Linked DNA regions of Mus musculus: regions 2, 3, 4, 5 and 6 are each linked to region 1. The links are chromatin contacts, called in public ChIA-PET, HiChIP or PLAC-seq and promoter capture Hi-C maps. All regions are on one chromosome and are shown on one strand. Each heading gives the region's core, a stretch centred on a gene start, on an enhancer-like site or on the middle of the called end of the contact. The rest is flanking DNA. Distances are from core to core; before and after follow the strand shown. Region 1 holds the start of Itgb2 (integrin beta 2). Region 2 holds the start of Pwp2 (PWP2 periodic tryptophan protein homolog (yeast)). Region 3 holds the start of Trappc10 (trafficking protein particle complex 10). Region 4 holds the start of Rrp1 (ribosomal RNA processing 1 homolog (S. cerevisiae)). Region 5 has its middle 11 kb from the start of Gm47922. Region 6 holds the start of Lss (lanosterol synthase).

The links. ChIA-PET counts read pairs in DNA pulled down with a chosen protein or histone mark. HiChIP or PLAC-seq counts read pairs in DNA pulled down with a chosen protein or histone mark. Capture Hi-C pulls out chosen DNA fragments and counts their contacts.
Region 2: a contact with region 1 is called in a promoter capture Hi-C map of adipose tissue. The contact joins the promoter of Pwp2 here to the promoter of Itgb2 in region 1. A contact is called at or near these places in 2 of 39 promoter capture datasets (hippocampal neurons and pre-B cells), 1 of 484 Hi-C or Micro-C datasets (pre-pro-B cells), 3 of 115 datasets of contacts at active chromatin or transcription factors (acute myeloid leukemia, bone marrow-derived dendritic cells and pancreatic cancer cells) and 1 of 9 other capture datasets (adipose tissue).
Region 3: a contact with region 1 is called in an RNA polymerase II ChIA-PET map of memory CD8 T cells, with 9 read pairs. The contact joins the promoter of Trappc10 here to the promoter of Itgb2 in region 1. A contact is called at or near these places in 4 of 115 datasets of contacts at active chromatin or transcription factors (bone marrow-derived dendritic cells, memory CD8 T cells, microglia and 1 more).
Region 4: a contact with region 1 is called in an RNA polymerase II ChIA-PET map of memory CD8 T cells, with 22 read pairs. The contact joins the promoter of Rrp1 here to the promoter of Itgb2 in region 1. A contact is called at or near these places in 1 of 39 promoter capture datasets (pre-B cells), 1 of 484 Hi-C or Micro-C datasets (CD4 T cells), 4 of 115 datasets of contacts at active chromatin or transcription factors (bone marrow-derived dendritic cells, bone marrow-derived macrophages, memory CD8 T cells and 1 more) and 1 of 9 other capture datasets (adipose tissue).
Region 5: a contact with region 1 is called in an H3K27ac HiChIP or PLAC-seq map of bone marrow-derived dendritic cells, with 4 times the contacts expected there. The contact joins the enhancer-like site here to the promoter of Itgb2 in region 1. A contact is called at or near these places in 1 of 484 Hi-C or Micro-C datasets (embryonic stem cells) and 4 of 115 datasets of contacts at active chromatin or transcription factors (bone marrow-derived dendritic cells, bone marrow-derived macrophages, memory CD8 T cells and 1 more).
Region 6: a contact with region 1 is called in an H3K27ac HiChIP or PLAC-seq map of bone marrow-derived dendritic cells, with 2.8 times the contacts expected there. The contact joins the promoter of Lss here to the promoter of Itgb2 in region 1. A contact is called at or near these places in 1 of 484 Hi-C or Micro-C datasets (CD8 T cells) and 1 of 115 datasets of contacts at active chromatin or transcription factors (bone marrow-derived dendritic cells).

The regions. Positions count from the first base shown.
Region 1 is chr10:77,528,950-77,531,828 of GRCm38.p6, reverse strand. It overlaps Itgb2 (integrin beta 2), which reads right to left and starts at 1,459. Exons shown (of 16, transcript NM_008404.5): 1 at 1,370-1,459.
Region 2 is chr10:78,183,744-78,186,869 of GRCm38.p6, reverse strand. It overlaps Pwp2 (PWP2 periodic tryptophan protein homolog (yeast)), which reads left to right and starts at 1,721. Exons shown (of 21, transcript NM_029546.2): 1 at 1,721-1,799; 2 at 2,700-2,812. The coding sequence starts at 1,782. Trappc10 (trafficking protein particle complex 10) reads left to right here. Exons shown (of 23, transcript NM_001081055.2): 23 at 1-1,448.
Region 3 is chr10:78,242,677-78,246,002 of GRCm38.p6, reverse strand. It overlaps Trappc10 (trafficking protein particle complex 10), which reads left to right and starts at 1,358. Exons shown (of 23, transcript NM_001081055.2): 1 at 1,358-1,567. The coding sequence starts at 1,501.
Region 4 is chr10:78,411,581-78,414,552 of GRCm38.p6, reverse strand. It overlaps Rrp1 (ribosomal RNA processing 1 homolog (S. cerevisiae)), which reads left to right and starts at 1,510. Exons shown (of 13, transcript NM_010925.2): 1 at 1,510-1,733. The coding sequence starts at 1,601.
Region 5 is chr10:78,147,861-78,151,060 of GRCm38.p6, reverse strand. No RefSeq gene overlaps it. Among named protein-coding and RNA genes, the nearest start is that of Gm47922, 11 kb to the right of the region's middle. Within about 2 kb of position 1,505, at least 95 of the 459 cell types and tissues checked have an H3K27ac peak or open chromatin away from gene starts, as enhancers often do. A contact at or near this core is called in bone marrow-derived dendritic cells and bone marrow-derived macrophages, where this site is marked.
Region 6 is chr10:76,529,801-76,532,964 of GRCm38.p6, reverse strand. Lss (lanosterol synthase) reads right to left here and starts at 1,360. Exons shown (of 22, transcript NM_146006.2): 1 at 1,291-1,360; 2 at 947-1,115. The coding sequence starts at 1,304.

The sequences.
Region 1 (2,879 bases), core at 210-2,709:
AACCTGCACCTCCCTACAGAGTCACCCCACCAGGGCTCCATGTAGCTCCACACACACATTCAACACCCCACACCCCTATCCCCAGCCCTACCACCTGCAGAGAACCACCTGCACCTGAGTGATGATAGATTGTAGCTAGCGGGAGCCTCAGTAGTCTCCACGGCTCACTCCTCATGGGAGTGAGTTTTGAAGGGAATTTTGAGTCATTATTGACTGCAGACATTTGGAGTTTGCAGAGCCAGTCAGCCCACCCTCTCATTTCCCCAGAGTTCAGTGGCCTCCCCAGTTCACACCCTTTCTCCATAGAGAGCAGAAGGCTTCCTCCCAAGCTGTGTATCAAAGATAGCCCCCGGCCCCCTGCAGCACTTCCTGCAAAGGATGATTGCATGGTTCCTCCACAATCGCAGTGAACACAATTCACCCCAGCCTAATGCATGCCTGCGGCAAGACTGTGTCCACATATGTCAACAGAGAAATGTTGGAGAAAGGAGGAGATAGGAAACTTGGGCCTCTCCAGCCCTAACTAACCCTCAGGACTTGCTCATTTTACTCCTGCTTATGGCAGCAGTCAACAATCTCTCATCTGCTCACTCACTGGTGGATGTAGAAAGGGTGTCTGTCACCTGACACCTTCCCCCTATCTGGGATATGACCCTGTGGTTGCTGGCCCCAGGCCTGGCCACTATGGTATGTGGGTGGGATTCTTGGGTAGAGGACTTCCTTATTATCTGCTATGCTGTAAGCTGGGCTGGGCATTTTGGAGCCCAGGTTCCAGAGACTTGCAGGGTAGACTGAGAATCACCCCCCCCCCCACACACACATACACACTCCCCACACGCCATTTTAAAGCAGATGGGGACAATGGACATCTCAGCAGCTCCTTCTCTTGCTCATTACCTCCAATCTGACACTCACCTTCATGACCATAAGTATCTACTTCCATTCATAGTAGGTGGGTGTCAGTATGTGACCCCTTCCCTCCCACAATCTGTCCCAGCCACCTCCACCACCACCCCTACCCCTTATCATAGCTGACCTTCCTCAGTCCCGGGCATCCACGACTATCACAGAGAGAGAATCAACACAGTCGGCTGCCTGCTGACCCACAGTTACAGATGTTCCCAGCGCTCCTGAAACTCTGCTCAGCTGTGGTACCAGGCCTCCCATCCCTGGACGTCAGTCAGGAGAGTCTGAATAGCCAGAAGCCACATGTACAAGACCATTTTTTTGACAGATAGGCAAGGTGAGAGATGGGGAAAGGCCACCAGTGCCTGTCGGGCTGGAGTCATAAAGAGAAATTCCACCGGAAGAGCCCACTTCTGAGGTGTTTCCCATAAGAGCTACCTGAACACAGGAGCCCTGCACTCACCCCCTCTCAGTCCCAGGAAGCCTCCACTCCGAGAATCTGACTGGAGATGTCTTTGCCTACTTCTTGCCAGCTGGCTGTGTGGTTGTGTCTAAAGAACACAGCCGCTGAGGCCCCCCCGCCTGACACTTCCTGTTCTAAGTCAGCGCCCAGGAGGAAGTTGAGTGACATTTGGCTGATTGGCCCACATGTGGGTATCACCTCAGCCCCTTTACACGTGGGACGTTAGAGAAGAGACACTGAGAGAGGGAGGGGCTTGTAGGCGATGACAAGCTTTTACGGCAAGAGTGGAGGGGCTACTGTTGGAAGCAGCAGCCATTGATAGCATCGAGGGGCTCTCTCACATGTCAAGAAGAGGTAGGGATTCATGGACCAGCAGGCGGAAGCAGAGGCTGATTGTGTGGGTTCTCAGTCTGGGAGAAGGACCCAGCTACAAGTGGATGGGCTGAGGTGGTAGCCCACTCGAGGAAGCAGGCGAATGGGAAGAAGGAGGCAGGGGAAGGTCCTGGGCAGAGAAATGGGGCAGAGTGGGGCATGGAGGGATGTGTTAAGTAACACTGTAGGAGCTCAATCACAAAGTTAGTGGTGAACAAAACCCCACCTGACTAGTTGCAAGAGGAGAGAGGGCAGAAAGAGAGACACCAAAGGGAGTTGGGAACCTTTAGCATAAGATTTGAGATGTCAGCCTTGTTGAGAAACAGTTAATTCTTTCCGCAACAATGTTTCATGGTTACATCCCACTACCTGCATCTTTAGAGTTACATGCTGAAATGCTCGCAAATGGTAGAAAAACATGGCAGATTTTCTTCCTTGTAATCAGGATGGGGGTTGGAGGTGGGTGTGGATACAAGACAGAGGCCAGGAGGTGACCACAGCGGAGGGTTGGGGGGGGGGGTGTTGGCTGAAGACCTGGGTGTTCATGTGTTACTCTTTCTTCGTGTAGTATGCTTGGTAGAATTTTTAAAGACATAGTTACATGAAGATAAAGCTGTGGAGTGGGGACATCAGCTATGCAGGACATCCTGGTGATAATGGTTGAGAGGGTTACAAGAAGTTAATAGCCCTGAACCTTTATGCATATTTTCTATATCTTCTCACAGTTGAAAAAAAATGTGCAAAAGATGCCAACTGTTGAAAGAACATTGTTGGAAAGCAGGTGTATCAGTTCACACTTGTAATACCAGAATGTAGGATGCTGATGCGGGAGGACCACTGGCTCAGTGGTTAAGAGCACTGACTGCTCTTCCAGAGATCCTGAGTTCAAATCCCAGCAACCACATGGTGGCTCACAACCATCTGTAATTGGATCCGATGACCTCTTCTGGTGTGTCTGAAGATAGCTACAGTGTACTCATGTACATAAAAAAAACAAATACATCTTTTTTTTAAAAAAAAAAAAAAAAAAGGAGGACCGCTGTGAATTCAAGACCAGCCAGGCAGAACTGTAAGATCCTAGCTCATAAAGGACGGGGAACGGGGGACAAAAGTCAAGAATGAAAGACCTGCACATACT
Region 2 (3,126 bases), core at 472-2,971, 650 kb before region 1:
AGAGTACAGACTAACTGATGTAATGTTTGTGTATAAGTTGCACCAAAAATCAAGGACAAAATAAATGTGTGTTTGTTTTTACTGGTGTGGAAGTCATAGATTGTAAATAGATGCTGTATGTATTAAACGTTCTCAGTCCTCCAAAGTGATGTATTTTTGTATATAGGAGATAGAGTGCTCTGGGCTTATTGGCGTGGTGTCTGTGAGTGGGACCTGAGGTAGAAAGCTGGGAGAGGAGGGAGCCCTCTTCAGGAGTCGCTGCCCCCTGGGGACCATGTTTGGGCCCAGAGTCAGGGGCACAGAGAGAACCAGGAGAACCAAGCCAACACTTTCAGTATTCAGTGTATTTGCTTTTTTTTTTTTTTAAGATTTGTTTATTTATTATATGTAAGTACACTGTCGCTGTCTTCAGACACTCCAGAAGAGGGCATCAGATCCCATTACGGATGGTTGTGAGCCACCATGTGGTTGCTGGGATTTGAACTCAGGACCTTCAGAAGAGTACTCAGTGCTCTTAACTGCTAAGCCATCTCTCCAGCCCCAGGGTATTTGCTTTTAACTCAGCCAGTAAATAAAGGATAGTACGACGCCCACAACACACCACCACCAAGTGGTTTTCATTTGCAGGAATTGGAGGAATGCTTAAAGAAAATAAACACTGGGGCTGGAGAGATGGCTCAGTGGTTAAGAGCATTGGCTGCTCTACCAGAGGTCCTGAGTTCAAATCCCAGCAACCACATGGTGGCTCATAACCATATGTAATGGGATCTGATGCCCTCTTCTAGTGTGTCTGAAGACAGTGGCAGTGTACTCACATAAACCTTAAAAAAAAAAAAAACAAAAAAAAAACAAACATTTATTTAAAACCCTCTGAAAACCTATTTTATGTGCAGTTTAAAACTAATAAACTTGGGGAGCTGGGTATGCAAATTAGAACTTGGTACTTACTGAATGTCTACAGCCCTCTGAACTCTGTTTTCGGTAAACCTTTGACAGTTGGCCTGCAGATGTCAAGTCCATGTGTGGGGAGGTCTTTGAGACTTGATCCTGGCAGAAAAGCTTCCACCCGGCACTGCTAGCCTCCCGCATCCGTGTGTAGTCCTTTAGAGTGGAGTCTGGCTCTTGAGTTCACCGCCCACCCCCTGAGTTTCATATTTCTGAGTTCTCTACGGTTTTCTAATTATATATATTAAGAATAAAACAAAGGGGAGATCTAAAATGTTGGTAGTTCTGTTATTTCTCATGAAGACACCTTTCTCTGTAAGAGAGTTGGCAGCTCTTGTTCTCTGGGATGGGGTCTAGGAAAGGTGACGGCCGCACCTTGACACTGCAGGCGTTGGTTCCATTTTCACAGTGTTCTGTAACATAATGTCAGAGTAAGGCCGCTGTACTAAGATCGTTTAAAGTGTAAGCATTAAAATTCTAAAAATACACGTTTTAAGAAGAAACTCCGTTTGAACTTGGGTTTTTGTTTTTGTTTTGCACGGTTACAGGCGAGTGTGTGACGATTTGCTCGCTTTCTCAGCTCCGGACTGGGCTCTGCATGGAGACCTAGAACTTAGCTCCATTCTCCACCGTCCTAGCGGTCTCAGCTAGTTCACCGCTACGCAGCGCCTGCGTAGAGGCAGGGTGGTGGCGGGAGTGGGGGTGAGGGAGGGACGGGCGGGGCTTCCCAGGACACTAGGGTTGCGGCTCCGCCCCGGAAGTGCGCGTTTTAAGCGCCGGAGATTGTTTGTATTCCGGAAGTGGTTGCAGTACGGTACCCCACGTGTGGTTCCAGGATGAAATTCGCTTACCGGGTGAGCGGCGGGCCGGGCAGGGGCAACGGGAGGGCGATGGAAGGTTCCGAGGACGCGGGAGAGACCGAGGTCGTTGTCATCTCGGCTGCCTGTGGGAAGCACTAGTGGGTCGACCCATCGCAATCTATTGCTCCTGGTTTATACCAGGAGCTCCGGGCTCCTACCCAACAGGTCTCGGGCTGTACCCAGCCCTGTCCAAACTCCTCTTGCCAGACAACACAGCAATAGCTGCTGAAAGGCTCTTAACAACAAACTTCAAGCAACACCCAGCTCTCTACAGGGCCGCCAGTTCTTGGAGCAGTCTCGACAGCGCTCCTCTGCTGATCATACCTCTTAGGAGCCTAGCTCTGCCTGGTGTTATCTCGTTGCATAGCTGCCCACCTACACCCCAGATCGACTCCTGCCTTAGTTAGCCCAGGCAATCCCAGTAAGCAACTACCCTACTGCTCTGCTGGGCTTTGCAGTGTTTGGACATCTGTCCAATTGCCTATGTGCCGTTTCTATGTGGACATAGAACACAAGGCTCGGGTCTCTACACCCAGCTGTGTCTGCTGGATGGAGATGCTTGCCTTTGATAACTGAATGGATACACCGGGGCACTGATACTTAGCACGGTGGGCGTGGTGAGCATCTCCTGCAGCCCTGTTCACTGAAGCAGCTTCTCTTAGAATGGAGATCCTGTGCCCTTCTGTGCCTGGCAAATGCTTCCTGTCTTGGGAGTATAGTACCATTCAAGGGAACCCTGGGCTCCTGAGAATTAAGTTGGGTTCCTCCTCTGCCCAGGGGCAGGACACACCTATGGTCAGGTACTTTACTACCTATGCCCAGATGCCTCTCATCACCATTTCAGAGAGCTGACGCTGTGTTCTCTGTGTTAAAACTGATTCATTTCCTTTGCAGTTCTCGAATTTGTTGGGTACGGTTTATCGGTGTGGAAACTTAAATTTCACACATGATGGAAATTCTGTTATCAGCCCCGTGGGAAATAGAGTCACTGTGTTTGACCTTAAGAAGTAAGTATGGGGAGACAATGTTAGCAGGGACGTTATCCTCCGTGTGAAGGCTAGCCATCCTCTTTGTGGCTTGCAGGACTACTGGATTTAGGAGGACACAGGTCATGGTAGAGTTGCCTGCTGAGGTCCTCGTTTTTCATTCTAGTATCTAGAACACCAGCATTACTCTTAAAGGGAAAGGAAAAGTCATGTGCCTTTTGGCTGTTGGCTAGCAAGTAGGGGTGGTGGCAGATAGGAAGGTTATCTCAAAAGGTGAGCACTTACTGTGGGGGGAGGGGCGGCTCTAAGGGCCCCAGGACAGGTGGTTTGGAGAG
Region 3 (3,326 bases), core at 109-2,608, 710 kb before region 1:
CCACGGAGGCTTTGGACCCCTATTCTTGCTTTGCTGTGCTCTCTCTAGGCCAGTGGTTCTGAACCTTTCTAATGCTGTGACCCTCCTAAATAAAAAATAAATATTAAGTAAATAAAAATAAAATATTAAATAATGAATAAAAATTAAATAAATAAACTAAAAATTAAATAAATAAAAATAAAAATATTAGAGAAAAATATTAAATAAACAAAATAAATATATTAAAGAAGTAAAAATAAAATTATTACATAAATAAAAATAGTTTGTTACTACTTCATAAACTGTAATTTTGCTACTGTTATGGGTCATAATGTAAATATTTTTTTTGGAGCTAGAGGTTTGCCAAAAGGCTCGGGACCCACAGGTTGAGAACCCCTGTGCCTGGCAGTCTCCACCTGCTTCAACTGCCCTAATCAGTTGCCTGAAAGCCCAAACCAACATGCTCCCCAACAGTCAAGTCATGCTCAGACATTCCATTTGCACACTGAATCCCATTTGCAAAAGCTCCCATAGACCTGCTTTACTTGCGCCGAGTTCAGTTCAAAGCAATATTTGATTTTGCGACATTCACAATACCTAGCGGCTTCAAAGCAGTACCAGCTATAGGTGACCAGTACTGATGAAGGTGGGACATAGGGAGCATTCTGGGAGCCAAGGGAAAGAGTGCTGAAGGCTGACGCAGGTGGAAACGACCTATGTGGTGGTTCATACGAGTAAAACCACCTAATCAACCAATCAAACAAAAACCTCACAAAACCAGAAAGGACAGTGGGAAGCTGGCGTGCCAGCGGGTGCACATGGAGTTGTACGGGGTGGGTGGAACACTTTCGATCTTGCCTCGCTTTGAGTCAGCACACTTGGCAAGTCCGTGTTAACAGGCAAGCAGAGACTCAGCTTGGCACTGCACAGTTGAGCTCGCCCAGATGTAAAAACCGACCCAAGGCATCCTGCAGAAGCCGGAAAGGAGGAAGCTCCCTCGGAGATAACGGGAATTCCGCCAGACGTGACGTGGGGGCACACAGGGTAGAAGCGAGGATGAGGGTAAGGGAGCATCTGCAGGTGCGAAGCCGAGGAGAATCCAGTTTAGACAGGTCTGATGAGACCAAGCAAGGGTCACCAAGCTTGGGCATTGAGAAGGTGGGGTCAAGGAGCTCAGGCACGTGCGCCGCCCTCTGTCCTCTGCAGCTGCCTGAGAACCGAGGCAGAGGCGGCTCCCGCTATTGACAGCTACAGCGGCCCCGCCCTGCACCGCCGGGCGGCCCGGCACGCGGCCTTTTTCGTAGGAGGGCATTCGGCGGCGAGGCCCGCCCCTTTAAGTCGCGCGCCCCGGAAGTGGTCACGCGGCGGCGCCGGGGCCGGAAGTGGACGCGGCCGGCGGCGGCGGGCGGCCGGCTAGGAGCTGCCGGGGGCCGGCGGCGAGGAGGCGCGGGCTCAGCGGGCCCCGCGCTGCCTCGGGTGCCCATGGCGGGCGGGGGGCCGGGCCGGTGACGCCGGACGCCCATGGACGCCCCTGAGGAGCCACAGCCACCGGTGGTCTACACCATGGAGAACAAGCCCATCGTCACCTGTAAGTGCGGCGGGGCGGGCGGGCGGGGGGCGCGGCCGGGCTTGGCAGCTCCCATCTACGCGGACACAGCCGACCTCCGACCTTTCCGCGGGTGACCTCCGACCCGCTGTGCAGCCGACGCCAAGCTTTGGGTCCTGACCTGGGCGGTCTCCGGAGCAGCTCGTTCTGTACTGTCAGTGCTGCTAGGGATCGGGCCGGCCTTCCCCGTGGGTCGGCTCTCCTGCGCGCTGACCGCAGTCCGGTGGGCAGGCCCAGCTCTCCGCAGAGCGCAGGTGCTCTTCCTCTAGTGACTGTCAAGCCGGAGTGGCAGGTGGCCGGCCAGGCTTAGGAAGGAACCCAGCTCTGTCTGGTCCAATCATCCTGTGCTTATAGGCACTTTCCAGAGCTGCTCCACCAGCGAGTTCCCGCTCGGACATCCCCTTCCGCACTTGTTCCTTCTCCCACTGAATGCACACACACACACACACACACACACACACACACTCACACACAAAGATTGGTTTCTCTGCTACAGAAAAAGAAAACCCTCATTTTAAAGCATAATTTCAGAACGGAGTAGTTTTGCAAACTATGGACTCATGGGAAGTGTGGACGGGTTGGTTAACATTTTGACAGCTTTGCGGTGCTGTCTCTCAAAGGACAGGTGTGATACGTGGCTGTTGGCAGTTCAGTATGTGCTTGACCTTATGAATTTACTTTTTTCTAAACAGGAAGCATATTTGCAAAACCTGGTGCTAGGCCCCAGGGTTCCCAAGGTCTCCAGCACACCCTGCTCTGTTTTCTCCTTTGGGCCCTTGGATACATGGGCTCCTCCCAGTTCCTTCCTGTAACCGCATAGACATTTCATATTTAAAGACTTACATCTCTTTATTGCTAGATTAACTTTCTCAGGGATATGGATGTGTCTCCCATAAAGTTGGGAGACTTGCATAGTTCAGCAGTTAGTTGTGTGTGTTTTGTTTTTTTTTTTTTTTCTTCCCAGAATGCTTGGCAACTGAGAGGCTTGCCAAACCTCACCTGCAGGCAGGTGGACCGATGTGGCAGAGCTGGTCTGGAGGCTGCCCCGCCCTGCCCGGGTGCTCCTTGATCCCCTCAGGGAAGTTGCACCCTGTTCATGGTTGGATTCAATGTGTTCCAGGTCCTGAGAACTTTCCCCCAGTACTGTGCACAGTAGGAATTCTGGATGAGTACTTAGAACCCACAGGGACACCCACTTACTTGACTGCATCTCCCGACCCTTAGCTTTGAACATTGGCATCTTCATTGCCATAGACATTTTATCAGCATCCTGCTGAAGGTAAAGTTGCAAGCTCAGCGGCATCGGCTGTGGCTAAGGAGAAAGGGTTAATTACTCTGGTAGCTAGTACTTGGAAATGTGTGCTATTTAATGTCTTACCTTCCTGTGTGCAGGACAGCTGCAGGGTGCCTTCCTGTAGGCCTGTTGGAGTTTGGGTGTTGGTGGGGGATTCCCATGGCTTTGGGGTAGCATCATAAGAAAGTGTGCTGATGGTGTCCCCAAGTTGGAGGGCACAGCTCTTCACTGGAATTTCAGAAAACAAAGTCGTTTTAGAGAAATGTAAAAGCAATCTCTTTAAAATAAAAGGCTTTTTTTTTTTTGACACTCAGGAAATCTGACTTAGTATACACTCAGTGGCATTTTTATGTTTCTGGGGCTGCAGCTTTGGCAAGCACTTATCCTGGTTCCACCTTATTCCTTCTTTATCTTGTTATGTTTTAAAGGAGAAGCTAACGAACTCAG
Region 4 (2,972 bases), core at 261-2,760, 880 kb before region 1:
CTGAGGTTCCAAGTTGCAATGGTAGTGAGTGTCCCAATCAGAGTGCTCACACCTAAGCTGAGCCCACCTTTTCTGTCTGTGTGTCTGTCCTGTATTTCTTTACTTCTCCCAGTTGGGGTTTCAGTACTCAAGCCTAGCAGGACTTGGCATATACACATATGTATAGGTGGATATATTTACTGTGTGATGTGTAAGTAGAGTCTGACCATTAATATTAGTAGTTTAAGATAGCTTGCCTAGGGCTGGAGAGATGGCTCAGCGGTTAAGAGCACCGATTGGTCTTTCAGAGGTCCTGAGTTCAATTCCCAGCAACCACACAGTGGCTCACAACCATCTGTAATGGGATCTAATGCCCTCTTCTGGTGTGTCCGAAGACAGTAACTGCGTACTCATATAAATAAAACAACAGCAACAAGAGATAGCTTGCCTAAGTCAAAGAAACTGGGTTGACTTTAAAAAGCGTGGCCATAACATTGATGTAGTCTATCAAATTTTTTGTTATTCAGTAAATTCTGATGTTATAGAAAATACAGAATTGTCTATGTTCCTGTAATAGTGCTTAGACATGCCCTCTCCCACCCCAGTTGCTTATTCCTCTTCAGTCAGACTTTCAACAACCATCCCTCCCATTTTTTCCAGCATCTAGCTTTTCAAATACAGCCACCTTCCTTGCCTGACACTTTAATCCTGGGCTTAGCTGGCCTATGGTGTAGCAACGAACTGGCAATGTTATGGTACCACTAAGTCCAAACGTCCACTGGTCTTGGAAATTTCCCCCAGCAAGTCATCAGACTTCTGGTGGTCTTGGGCACACCAATGAAACCTGTAATTGTTTTGTATTCTAATTTGACATTTCAGCTCTTGGGCTATATGGAAAAATTTTCCCAATAGTGTCCCAAACGATTGTCACCACACATTTCATGAACCAGGGCACACTCAAGTTTTGCACACTCACTGTGCTTTCTATAGTGTATTTGCCTGCCTACCTTCATGATAGGTACCTGCACCCTGTCCCATAATCTGGATCCTGACAGCCTTCTTGCTTTTCTCTTTCCAGGAAAGTGGATGCTCTACAAGAGGCTTGGTGGGGTGGATTTCCCTGAGGACTAAGGTGTTAGGGATCAGGTAAAGTGTTTCGGGTAAAGCTCGTAGTTCTCGGCGTTGCAGGGTTCATGCACACACCCAACCTCCCCCCACCCACACCCCACACCCCAACATGGCTCAGGATGCTGAGCCAAGGGCAGCTCCACGCAGTCCTGCTAAGTGTTACAGTTGAGGACAAGCTGGGCCACATCACGATCTTCTTGTAATACAGCCACTCCTGCTGCAGTAAAGAGGAGGGCGAACCCAAGACAATGCTTTAACCTTTTCAAGAATCAGAGATGCCCTAGGCTTACACCAGACCATCCTCCTCCCTGCAGGGTGCAGTTGCGCCTCTCGGCCACTGAGAGGCGGTAGCGTACGCCAGCATCGTCCAGGACGTTTGACGTCTAGCTGGGTTGTGTCGCCTCAGTGTGACGTTCAGTGGTGACGAGCGCGTGTCGTCACTCGAGCGCCCCAGCGGAAGCGTCGAGTGCGTGGTCTCAGGGTTCTCCTCACCATGGTTCCCGGAGTGCCGCTCCCGCCGGAGATCCAGCTGGCGCAGCGCCTGGCGGGCAATGAACAGGTGACGCGGGACCGCGCGTTGCGGAAGCTGCGGAAGTACATCGAGGCCAGGTCGCAGCGGGCGACAGGTACGCGGGCGGGAGGGCAGGCGAGCTCCGCTGCGTGGGCCCCGCAGGATCCGGCCTTCGTCTGCTGTTCTACTGGCTTAGGCTGACCCGATCGGTCTGCCCGCTTTTCTTCCTTCTGTAGCTTGCTGGTGCTCTTCCGCCGGCCTTTACTGGTGTCCCGTGTTCTTAAAGGTGTGTTCTCGACACCCCGTTCCCAGGATGTCCTTTTGCAGAGCGGTTTCTGTGCTTCTGGTCCTCAGTGAGCGACCCCTTTCAGCAGCCTCCGCGTCTCTTGGATATCCCTCCGCAGATGCAAATTATAGATTCCCTGAGCAGTGGTTTGGCCGAGGTCACGGCTGTATGCTTTGGGAAGTGTCTCAAGGCAGTTTTCCACGCTCTAGTCAGAGAACCCCAGCTTGGGGAATGCGCTTCGCCAAATGGTGGCGATGTCCTTTGCTTTTGGATATCCCTCCGCGGATGCAAATTATAGATTCCCTGAGCGGTGGTTTGGCCGAGGTCATGGCTGTATGCTTTGGGAAGTGTCTCAGCGCAGTTTTTCACGCTCTAGTCAGAGCACCCCAACTTGGGGGATGCGCCTCGCTAAATGGTGGTGATGTCCTTTGCTAGCCGGAATGAATAACTTTCACCATTTAATCTCCGAAATGTCATAGTATAGCTACAGTTCCTTGGTCTGACACTGGCTTAATTAATCACTGCATTAACAATGGGCCATCTCCCGGTCCCGAAAGTGTTGGGTTTCTTTAACTCTATGGGACTGATACCTGCTTGCTGGTGCATGGAGTTACTGGAGGGTTGGGGGGAGGGGCTCCTCCAGGCACCGTTATGGCAGTTCTGTTGGAGAATGTTTTGAGGGCGGGGCTGGCTGCCCAATCATATTTTTTTAAGGTTTATTTATTTATTTAATGTATATGAGTACACTGTAGCTAGCTGTACAGATGGTTGTGAGCCTTCATGTGGTTGTTGGGAATTGAATTTAGGACCTCTGCTCGTTCCAGTTGGCCCCACTCACTGAGGTCAGCCCAGCTCGCTCAGTCCCTGTTCCGTCTGGCCCAAAGATTTATTTATTATTATAAATAAGTACACTGTAGCTGTTTTCAGACACCCTAGAAGAGGGCATCAGATCTCATTAGGATGGTTGTAACCTACCGTGTGGTTGCTGGGATTTGAACTCAGGACCTTTGGAAGAGCAGTCAGTGCTCTTACCCGCTGAGCCATCTCGCCAGCCCCCAGTCGTATTAT
Region 5 (3,200 bases), core at 256-2,755, 620 kb before region 1:
CAGGGATGAGTCCCTGCAAAAAAACGAGCATGTTGACATTATAGGGTCCTAAAATATTAAGGATTGGTTCTCCTAAACCAAATGTCAGAGGGCTAGCTCTTTCTAAGGCTCTGTGGAGGAGCTGCCCCAGGCTTCCCAGGGCATCTTGGGTATCCGTTAGTGTGCCACGGCATTGTCCAGACCGTGCCCTCCATTCCCTCATGGTCTCTTATCTAATGATGACCTCCCTCAGGGCCTCTATCTTATGGCCTGTCTCCTCATGGTCTTTCTCATAATCTTTCTCTGATGATCTAAATCTCCATGTGGCCTCCATTTTCTTAGGACCTCTGCTTCATGACATCTCTCTTGCCATATCTCTGTTCCTTCATCTTCTCCAGCTCCTCCTCACCCCCAGCTCCTCCTCATCCCCAGCTCCTCCTCACCCCCAGCTCCTCCTCATCCCCAGCTCCTCCTCACCCCCAGCTCCTCCTCACCCCCAGCTCCTCCTCACCCCCAGCTCCTCCTCACCCCCAGCTCCTCCTCACCCCCAGCTCCTCCTCACCCCCAGCTCCTCCTCACCCCCAGCTCCTCCTCACCCCAGCTCCTCCTCATCCCCAGCTCCTCCTCACCCCCAGCTCCTCCTCACCCCAGCTCCTCCTCATCCCCAGCTCCTCCTCACCCCCAGCTCCTCCTCACCCCCAGCTCCTCCTCACCCCAGCTCCTCCTCACCCCCAGCTCCTCCTCATCCCCAACTCCACCTCACCCCCAGCTCCTCCTCCTCCATCTCTCTCTCCTCATGGCCTCCACTTCCTTAGGCCTCCTCCATATCCACATTTCCCCTCTTAGAAGACCCTAATAATCTAATTTTATTACCACTACCACCACCATTTTATATTTTGTTTTCTTCAAGGTGGGGTTTCTCTGTGCAGCCCTGGCTGTCCTGAAACTTGCTCTGTAGACCAGGCTGGCCTCCAACTCCGTGATCCATCTGCCTCTGCCTCCTGAGTGCTGGGATGAAAGGCGTGTGCCACCAGAGCCTGGCTAAATAACTTTAGCCATATTTAGAGAAGGTCCCATTCACAGGGTTTGACATGAAGCCTCTAACAGGAATTCTGTGAGGGCACAGATGAGCCCATTCACGGGGGTAAGCTGAGGCATGAGGGGGGTGCACATCAAAGACATAATGGTTCACAGGAGAGACCTCAGCAGGGTCCCCATCTATATCTATGGCCAGTACCTGGATTGTCCCATCTGCTGGGTCCCAACTGCTAGGTCCCCTCTGCTGCCTGGTACCCTTTATTCCTGGCATCTGTGGGCAGGACAATGGATATTTCACAGGACAGGTGCTGCTAAGAACGCCCTTGGTGCTGGGTTGTGTTCTTAATTTTAGTTTCTCAGGAGCCACCGGAGCCCCTAGGTTGTATAGATCTATTGCTGAGATTCACCAGATGGCATAACAGCACTCCACAGCTGACTCGGGCCAAGCCCTAGCTCTGTGGCAGGGCCAGCATTTCCTGAAGGGAAAGCATCCCCCAGCACGTCATTGGCTCCCTCGATTTTAAACTCTGCTCTCGGCTTCCTTAAGACCTGTGCACTCATGTGTGCCCTGAGCTCCAGGCTCTGCTAACTTCCCTGACCAAGAAAGGAATTTGTGGAGTTGCCTTCAAACCATGGCATCTTTTTTGGTGCTTTAAAAAAAAAAAAAAAAAGTTCTTTTAGAATTTTCTGTCTTGTGTCATGCATCCCTGAACTTCCTGGTTTGAGCCGAATAGCAGAAGTTCTAAAATATTTCACATTAAGCATCTTTTGGTGTTTCTGACATGGCCCCAAACAGGAAGTTCCAGAGGTCTGTCACAGAAAGTCTATGTCCTGGCCTCTGTGAGTGCCCCAGGATTCCAGACAGTACCTGGGAGATACCATGGAACCTGTTTGAACCGAAAATGACATGAGAAACTGGATTTGTCTGCATTAAGGCTCTGAGTTAATTTGCTGTGCTACTGTAGTAAAAGAGCACACAGTGGGACCATAGCATTTATTGCACCCCTACTAAGCAGGGTGCCCAGGCCTCCTGCCCAGCTCTATACACATTGGGTGTGGCTTGCCTGCTCCGGTTTGCTCTTCTGAGATATTCACATGAGGCAAATAGGAAGCTAGAGATATGGGTATATTCAGGAAAGCTTGGTACTTCCTAAGGACACCATGCCCTGAGCCACCACTGACACGTTCCCAGGTGGCCATGGGATTCTCTCATATGAGCCTCAGTCCCAGGCAGGGTGACCCTTCAGAAGTCAGTAGAGGTGAGGGGTTCCTGGTGCACATGATAGGATTACAAAGGAAAAATAGGCCATGCACAAGGAAGTAGAAAGGAGGGGGCGAGTTAGATTGTCCAGGACTGATCCCTTAGGGGATCTGAGGTAAGCTAGAAGGGGAGGCAAGTTAGCAAGGGAAGCAGGCACCCCATCTTCATCCCACCCACAGATCTGGAGACAGTGAGACCTACCACAGGAAGTCCTGGAGGCCTCAGTGTTGCCTGCTGGATGCTGGTGACAGGGTCATTGGTGATAGATCATGGACAGGAAAACAAAGTGCTCCTGAGACCGGAAGTCGCTCTCCCAGTAGCCTTTGCATTGGGGTAGCAGGGTGCACACCTTTGGGAAGGCCAGCAGATGTAGCTTTGCTGGGGCACTAGATAGTGGTGTGCGGGGCCAAACCCTGTACTTTCAGGAGCCTTCCCTTGTTCCCGATCCCTCACCTGATCAAGAAGTTCCTAGGGAGGACTAAAACAGGACAGGTGCTACCTGACCACAGAGCAGGTGACAGGGAGACAGCCACAGTCACCACCCTATCTGGAGAGGAAGTTGATCTTTTCAAGGGATTCCCAGCCAGAGGCTGTTTTTATTGGGGACAAGAGTGAAAGACTAGTTCTTTATCAAATGAGTCACCAGAGAGAGAGAGAGAGAGAGAGAGAGAGAGAGAGAGAACAGCGAGTGAGCAGAGCACATGGACCAGATCTCCATATTAGGAAGGAATGTCTATTCCAGAGACACATGAGTGTCTTTGCACGATGTCAGACTTTGTCAAAAAAAAAAAAAAAAAATTGTGCAAACCAAATTGGCTTTATTAGCTGCAGTTTGCCAAGTAGACCTGGTTGCTTTCAATGGTGGATGGCAAACAGATCCATTCCAATGCTGATCATGACTGTTAACCTGTTTTTTTAACAA
Region 6 (3,164 bases), core at 111-2,610, 1.0 Mb after region 1:
AATGAAACCAAATTAGGGCAACTTCTTCCACAGGTCTCTGAGGTGGAGGGACTTAAATAACGAGGGTTGCTTCTACTCCTGTCTCCGGAAGGAGGTACCACACTTTTTGTTGTTTAGATTGAATTGAGGCAAACACTCACAAACACTGACCCACATCAGCAGCCCTCTTCTTTATTTATTTGTTATCATTTTTGAGATAGGGTCACACTACGTAGACCTGGCTGGCCTAGAACTTGCTCTGTAGACCAGGCTGGCCTCAAACTCACAAAGATCTGCCTGCCTCTGCCTCCTGGGTGCCGGGATTAAAGACCAGCACTACCATGCCCAGCCTCTTTATTTTCTGAGACAAGCTCTACTCAGCTGCCCAGGCAGATCTTAAACTTTATCCTTGTCACAGCCTACTCAGCGGCTAGGATTACAGGTATGCCTGCCGGGCCCAGGTTCATATCTGTTTTAAAAAACAAAAAATTATAAGCCTTATTATTAAAATAAAAAGAAACCTGCAAATTAATAAAAACATCGCACACCAAAATTAACCAAACACAAAGTCTACTCAACTTAATGACCTTGGCATTTGAAAAGGGAGACTGTGAAACTTTCCATAAAATGATGCACTTTCAGTACCCACTATATTTTATGCATTAATCTATTGCCCAAACCACAAAGCCCATGACAGAGTTAGAACTAGAAAAGCAACTAGCTTTACATCTTCTTACATAACTTGTGAACTTTCCTGATCCTCTTATAGTCAGCTTTTCCTCATATCACACTATACCCACATATACATTGGTTTACACATATGCATATATTACTGGCTGGTTGCCTGTTTTTTAAATAAGGCTCTCCACTGTTTCAGAGCTCTGGCTCAGGAAGGCACGGTGTAGGCTGATCAGTGATGGCTTCCAGTCTTGGGATGGAATGGTGCTTTCAGAATCACATCACTTACTGTGTCCAGTCCCAAAGAGTGGGCCTCTAGCCCGGTCTGCTCTCGACCAGGGTCGTCCTCCGCTTGATAATAAGTCCATCTCTGCCGACCCAACTCATTCTGGAGCCGCCAGCGGGTGAGATCGGTGGCGGGCTCAGTTTTATAGGGTCCCCCACGACGCCGCAGACACCTGAGGGGACCAGCGAGAGGAAGCAGCCTTCCTTAGACTCCGCCCAGGTGGGATGCCTGCAATCCAGGCATGCAGAGCCACCAGCCATGCCACCCTGCTGTCCAGACACCTTCCCTGCCACCGCCCTGCCGCGTCCCTCGCAACACCCGCGGGAAGCCCAGGGTCCGCGACTCACGTGCCCTCAGTCATGACAGCACTACTCTCTGCCACCGCTTGCCAGCCCTTTACCTGACAGCCTAGTGCACTGCGCAGGCGCGAGCCTCGGCCGACCGGAACTACTGGGTGGGCCGATGCGAGCTCGGCCAATCAGAGCATCACCAGGTGGGCACGAGAGACGCACCGCGACCACAGTGGCTGGGCGCAGGGCCGCCCGACGCCGCGAGGGCACCAGGGGGCGTGGCTGCGGGGCGGGAAGCGCTTTGGAGGCGGGGCCTATGAAAGAGGCCGGCCTGTGGGCGAGGACGGCCTGTGGGAGGGGCAGGCCCGTTGGAGGGGCGGGGCGGGATGGGGGGCGGGGCCGGCCCCTCTAGATCCTTATTGATGACAGCCTTGGACTTCTGGTCTGGGTGTTCTGAGCCGGGATACCTACAGGGTTGGTGAAAAATGGCCCCTCCGACATGCAGGAAAGAGGCCGCGGAAACCACGAGTGCTTCAGAAGTACGGAAGAGGCATGAGTGACCTGAGGTGAAACTAGCGTTGATCCGAGGCACCACATGGACCATCATGGGGCAGGGGCCTTGACCCGAGTGAAGGGAGGAGGAAACTATGATGACACGTAGTTGGGAAGAGGGTCAGAGTAGTGTTCTCAGAAAGCGGGCACAGGCTCCTCACAGGGAGCAGCTGCAGAGTGTGCAGAGGGCTGTGTCCTGACTCCCATTAGCAGGTAGAGTTCCACTTCCCTAGCCACAGCACTACTCTCAGGATACCTGGAGCTTGGAGTCCTACAAGTTAAAGGGGGAAAAGCCTTGATTATGTTTGACAGTAGAGAGGGAAGCAGGAAAGCCTGTGGTATGCCGGCAGAATCTAGTAGAGACGTGCAATGAAGAACATTTGAACAGATAGTATTTGAGAAGCATTGCTGGCATGCAGGAATGACGACCAGAGATCAGAAAAATATAATTCCAAGAACTCCCAGCGGTACAGTGTGTCCTACAGAGTGCCGACTTACTTACAACTACCCAAACCCGATAGCCTCCCTGCACCTAGCCCTCAAAACGCTGCCAAGGAAGGGGCCATGAACCACAAATCAGAGAAGGAAGAAGTAAGAGGCAAAGAACACTCACACACCTTCCCTAGATGGAAAATCGGAATTTTAGATGGCTAGTCAAGAACACTAACCTCTTCTTTGCCCAGTTTAGAAACTTGTAAAGATATAAGACAAGGCATTTTAACTGAGCCTTGCCTCAGACTATTGATTTGGGGACTGGAGGCCAATACTTAAGTCCAGTGCGTAAGAGCACTTGCTGCTCATTCAGAGGACCTGGAATTGGTTTATAGCACCCACATGGTGACTCACAGCCATCTATAACTTCAGTTTTAAGGAATCTAATGCCATTTTCTGACCTCCTCAGTCACCAGGCATGTGTGAGATGTAAGTACATACATGCTGGTTAAAACACCCGTACACATTAAGTTTTTAAAATTCACAATAGAAAAGTCAGTTTGAGCTGGGCGTGGTGGCACACGCCTTTAATCCCAGCACTCCAGAGGCAGAGGCAGGCAGATTTCTGAGTTCAAGGCCAGCCTGGTCTACAAAAGTGAGTTCCAGGACAGCCAGGGCTATACAGAGAAACCCTGTCTCGAAAAACAAAAACAAAAACAAAAAAGCCAAAAAAAAAAAAAAAAAAGTCAGTTTGAACAGGGCTGGCTAACTGCTTCATAATGACTGCTTTTCCCTTACACATGTCTCAGCTTCTAAGCCAAGCGAACAACTGAAGCCTTTGGGAGCTGACCCACCAAGAACCATGTAAGCACAGTATGCCAATAAGAAGACCCAAAAAACGATGCCCAGGGAAGCCTAGCACACTGGATGCTGTTCTCCCAAATTCA